Linked DNA regions of Mus musculus: region 1 is linked to region 2. The links are chromatin contacts, called in public HiChIP or PLAC-seq maps. All regions are on one chromosome and are shown on one strand. The core of a region is the stretch at or near the end of the contact, and the rest is flanking DNA. Distances in the headings are between cores, read along the strand shown.

The links. HiChIP or PLAC-seq counts read pairs in DNA pulled down with a chosen protein or histone mark.
Region 1: an H3K4me3 HiChIP or PLAC-seq map of embryonic basal ganglia shows a contact between it and region 2, with 2.6 times the contacts expected there. The contact joins the enhancer-like site here to the promoter of 1700012H19Rik in region 2. A contact is called at or near these places in 2 of 484 Hi-C or Micro-C datasets (brown adipocytes and liver), 5 of 115 datasets of contacts at active chromatin or transcription factors (embryonic basal ganglia, embryonic forebrain, embryonic stem cells and 2 more) and 1 of 9 other capture datasets (embryonic stem cells).

What each region holds. Positions count from the first base shown.
Region 1 is chr11:112,988,740-112,991,439 of GRCm38.p6, reverse strand. No RefSeq gene overlaps it. Among named protein-coding and RNA genes, the nearest start is that of Gm46301, 130 kb to the right of the region's middle. Within about 2 kb of position 1,414, at least 31 of the 459 cell types and tissues checked have an H3K27ac peak or open chromatin away from gene starts, as enhancers often do. A contact at or near this core is called in embryonic basal ganglia, where this site is marked.
Region 2 is chr11:112,823,681-112,826,509 of GRCm38.p6, reverse strand. 1700012H19Rik (RIKEN cDNA 1700012H19 gene) reads left to right here and starts at 1,382. Exons shown (of 2, transcript NR_130164.1): 1 at 1,382-1,597.

The DNA.
Region 1 (2,700 bases), core at 165-2,664, 160 kb before region 2:
CCAGCTTAGTGCTAAAACACCTGCCTTCGTGTGTATGAGGCACCAGACTTCATCCCTAGTACTGAAAGGAAAACAGAGTGTTCTAGTTGAATTACGAATTTGAGGTTCTTCCTAGCTGTGGATTTGCGGAGCAGAGGGCTTGGTTGGAAGTAAGACCGATTGGGCTGCTCAGTCACTTGGAGCTTAAGGTTTTTAAAGCCAAGTCTGGGGCTGCAGTACCTGGCTCCCCCCACAGCCTGGGGAACGGTTGAGCAAGAAGGAGTAGGCCGCTAGGATGCACGGGAGCCGAGTCAGCATCCCATCCCTGCGAGAAGTTAGTCCCGGCTGCTGAAGCCCGTGTCGGTGAAGGGCTGAAGATTCAATCCAGGGCGGCAGGAAACTAGCAGAATCAAAGAAGAATCCAAGCGCGAACAGAATCAGTCTCCAAGCCCGGTATTTGTGGCAAGATGTTCCCACATGTCTAGTGGGTTGGATAGCTAAGAATACATGTCATTTGTTTAGCGTTTGGCACGGACGGGGCATGTTTGCATGTGATCTGGCTTGGGGCTCCCAGCCATGGGAGGCAGGGAGTTACCACCCCTACTCTTTAGGATGGGGAAAAACTTGTCCCAGACTGCATGGCTCAAAGGTGCCAGTATGTAGCATCTCCCAGAGCCTGTGTTCTATGTTTTAGCCTTTCACCTCATTTCTATGGAGACAGCATCGAGGCTGGCCAAAACTCGTTTTGCATAAGATAGGTGCTCCAATGCCCACTGCAAAATCAGCTTGTTCCCCGAGATCAAGGTTGGGGTTTTGTTCCTGTCATTGTACCGTCAGAAAATGGACTAGGGAAATTCCTATGCGTCAGGGATTGGTGGAAGGCCTGAGAACCCTTGTGCTAAGAGAAGGTATCAATCGCACGGGCTGATTTCTGTTTCTAACTTGTTGGAGTCCAGCCCTAGCACCAGCCGGGGGTAGGACCCAGCCTGGTAGGCAGCAGCTGTGAGCAGTGTTTCTGAGAGCCCAGCTGCAGGGCTCCCGTTCTCACTACGTGATCGGGGACATGTGAAGGCAGGACAATTGAACTGCCGGTGACCCCGAGGAGCAAGGAGGCTAATTAAAGCTTCTCTCCCCACACTTCAGTCAAGCCCCTCCTGCCCTTCCTCCCGATGGAGGGGCTGATAAGGAGGGATTGGATTTATGAAAAGAGATGAAGATGTTTGGATAAGCCTAGGTACCAAGGCAAGCCGGCCGGACGAGTTCTGGCCTGACCAAGGCAGCGGGGTGGCTGACAGAGCCTTACAGGCAGGGCAAGACAGGAGAAGAGGAAGGGGGAGAACGGAGTGCTAACCCTGACATCCCTCAGGCCTGTTCTCCTAGCAGTTCAGATGGAAATGGAGACTTGGGTGTCCTCCCATGACCCCCTCCCCCGCCCCCAGCTGCTCCCAGATCTGCCACTCAAATCCCTTGTGATTGGAAGCAATATCAGGGCAGGAGGCACAATGAGTCCGGACTTGAGATGAAGAACTTTTCCATTCAGAGGTGAAGAGGCCAGGCTGTCCCCAGGAGCTGAACACTGTGCAAACGGCTGTGCATGTAGCTGGTCCTCACGCAAGCCTTTCCTTTGAGTGGTGTGTTTATTATCAGGCTTGCTGTATTGCTAGATCATCAGTGACTGGGAGGTGGTTTGGTGCCCTCCTTAAGGACACCTAGCTAAGAAGTGCTAATCTAGATCCAAACCAAGTAGCAAATTTAAAAGGATATGTGTCAAGCAGTAAGACTTTGTTCCAAGGGATGGCATCCGCTAGCCATTCCTCTGTCTCGTGAGGCAAAGGGGGACTGCAGGAGGATCTATGTAGTTTCGGTGTTTGTTCTGGACAGTTCTGAGTCCTGACTGGCTCCTGGACAGGCAGTCCCTATCTGTCCCCCTCCACCTGTCCCTCTAGCAGCTACTGGGAGAAGGGTGCTAACCGAGCCCGGAGACTAACCCACTTCAAGTCTCAAGGACTGTCTGGGGAAGTCCCAGCTTCCAAGCTACCTAGAAGGGGGAAAAAAAACTAACATGCTTTCCATATAGGCAAGTTGGGGTGCTGTGGCTTCCTGGACTCTTGGTTTGGCCCCTGGTATTAGCTGCCCAAATGGCATGGCTGCCCTTTGCCTACTTCTTAGTACACCCAGCCAGCCACACTCAGCCTGCAGGCCATGGGATAGAAAAAGAAAAAAAGGGCTTGCTCGGCTCTGATGTTGGACCAGGGGAATGGCTGGTGAGTGCTGTGTCTGCAGAGCTGGATGTGGGCCATGCTAAAGCACTTCTAGATTCCAGGCAGAGCCAGAATCCAGTATGAGGGGGGAAGCTGGGAAGACAGTAGGTTTTTCTGATTCTAGTCTCATAGGAGATGAAGCCAGTATGCCACACCTCCAGGCTTGGCTCCTCCCTTTGGCAGAGCCAGAATTCCCTCCTTCCCTTTAGCCCACAGAGAAGATGTTAGGTTTCTATTCTGTGGCAGGACCATCCAGATGGGCTGATTCCAAAGCCATGTGTGATGTACATTGGCTTGAACAACTGATTATCTGTGCTTTTTACTCTTCCTTGTGAATTCTTTCACTCACAAGCAAACACACACACACACACACACACACACACACACACACACACAGAGAGAGAGAGAGAGAGAGAGAGAGAGATACACACAGAGAGACACACAGACAGACAGACACACA
Region 2 (2,829 bases), core at 133-2,632:
TAGGAGCCTCTCCTAGATCTTTAGAAGCTGTCCCTCTGTACTTTTAATATGCATGGTACCTCACCTATTGACTTCATAGAATGGATTGATTTACATATTGCTTTGCATGTGATTTGCATCACATTAGGTTATTCCTTCTTCCAATGAATATTTATCAGCAGTCACATACCATGGAAGATGCTATATAATGTGAACTTCGGAATAAGATGCAAAATCCTCTATGCCAAACCTTTGTCGCTTTTTACTCCCAGCCTCTAGCCTTTTTCCAGCATGCTAATCCATTTCCCCGCCTACTTTTTGGGGGGGACAATTTTTTATTTTTGTGGGGGGAGACAATTTCTTAATAAAAGATGATCTTGAGATAATGGCTGGTACCTGAGAAATCAGAAACACTGGCCCTTCAAGACATTTTCCCAGTAACATTGTGGACTTATTTAGGAGTTTCCTTTTAGATCCAACAGGAGTCTAGTGTCTGGCTTTCATGAGCCTTGGGAACACAGCAGAAGCAACCAGGACTTTATCCCTCTTAATGTTGAAGAAGTCAAAGTGGAGCTATGGATCTTAGGAAGAATGTTCCAAACATTATTTTACAGTTCCTCCTCCCCGAACCTCCACCTTAGACAAGCTTAAGCACAATTGGAAGCTACATGAGATTCGATGCAATGTCTATTTTCCAGATTCTGTTTTGTTCCAGGGCTCTGTTGCCTGAAGGAAGAGACACAGTGAAAAAGTTGCCTGCGAGAGCTCACAGTGTGTCTTCTCCATCCATATGTTACTCTCCTGTATCCATTTGAAGGTGCTGTCCTTGCCTGATGGCCGTGTTATGCCTGTAAGCTTGTACAATGCATCTGTCCTAATTGCTTCAGAGAATCCCCTACTGGCAGATCATGGACCCTGTAGGAGACGATGCCATTGTAGATGTCAGATTGGTCCTGATCTTGCTTTTGCAACAAATCCACTCAGGACGATGAATTGCAGGATCCAAAAGGATGACTAGCAAAGCCCTCTTCCAAATGGCAAGGCTAAGATCTGGCTCTCTCCTTCTCCTCATCACTCCATCTTGGAGTCCTTGGCCTCGAGTCACATGAACCGGAGTTTGCAAGCTGTTTCAGTGGTCCAGCTGCAATGTCACTTCGGCCCTTGTTCCAGGACTCTGTAACAGCACAGCACAATTGTAAGGAAGACTGGGAATTGGGGATAGGTTATGACCAAAATCCTACATACCTCACTGTGGGCCCCAGAGGAGTCATCTTCCATAGCCTTCATTACCTCCTCCACTGAAAAATGGGGATAATGCCCTCTAGACTGTAGGGCTCCTGTGTTAACACTGATAACAATAACACTGACAGAATGTTTAGAATCACCTAGGAAACAGCCTGTTGTCATGACCATGACCATGACCATGACCATGACCATGATGGAGTCTCTAGACTGGGTAAATTCGGGTGGGAAATCCCAATCTAAATATGGGCAGCACCATGGGCTGAAATCCTGGACACAATGAAAAAGAGAAACTACACACTGGGACCAGAAGATCCTGCCATCTAAGATCCTGCCACCCTAAGATCCTGCCATCTCGCCTTCCTCACCGTCACAGGTTGTCTCCCTCAAACCTGAGCCCAAAGAAACCTTTCTGAAGTTGCTTTTGTAAGATAACTTTCTCAGAGCAATGAGAAAATCATCCCATGCCATCTCGTGAGGGTCAAAGAGAATCTACTTCGGAAGGTACCCCTCAACACAGTGCCAGGCACAGACAGGAGCCACAGGAGTGCTCCCCGTTCCTCCTCCCTGCTAGTTTCTTGTTAAGCCCGTAGGGAAAGATGAGGCAGAACGGGTCACAGATGGTTTTAATTGGGTGATCCAGGATATGCAAAGATACCCTGTGGATTCCTGGCCTGTCTTCTCAAGACAAATTAGTACCATGTAACTGTTTGAAAAGAACAGGTTCTCCTAGTCCACTCTGTGTCCTTCCTAAGGTTTTGGGTCTGTGTCATAAGAATAAAGGACACTGCCTATGAACACTAGGATGCTGAATTTTAAAGCCATAGTAGTTGGCTGGATGGCTCTTGTGAGCTGCACAGAGAGAGGGGCAAGAGGCACGGCCTTCAGATTAGGAACCCCGTGCCAGGAGCTGACTCAGTGTGCCTTTGTTTATTGGGGAAGCTGGAGGTGGGTGGAGGTTGTGTGTACAGATGGGCTGTCTCTGACTCAAGTCTCTAAGGTTTGGGAAACACTCTTTGGAAAGGCTTGGCTGACACCTAGGCTGCACATGTCCTGTGACACAGACACAGACGGAGACACAGACACAACACATACAGAGACACAGACAGACACACACACACATACACTAAATAAATAAATGCAATAAAAAATAAGAAGAAAAACATACTATGTGCTACAAATAATACAAATTGAATGGTAGTGGTGGTGGTTTTAAAATTTAATTGTTGGAGATTAGCGAGATGGCTCCGTTTCAAAAAATACTTGCTCCTCTTCTGGAAGAGTTTGGACCTCAGCGCCTACATCAGATAGGGCTTTAAACAACTGCCAACTCCAGGTCCAGGTATCCTGATTCTCTCTGGCAGCATCCAGGGACACCTGCACACACGTGGGGCACCCCCACCACCACCCACACACACATAATTTTAAAAATCAAAATAAATCATCGAAAGAAAATTATCTTTGTGAGAGCTGGGTGTGGTGGCGCACACCTTTAAACCCAGCACTTGCAAGGCAGAGGCAGGGGAAGCTCTGAGTTTGAAGCCAGCCTGGTCTATAAGGTGAGTTTCAGGACAGCCAGATCTGTTACACAGAGAAAGCCTGATATAT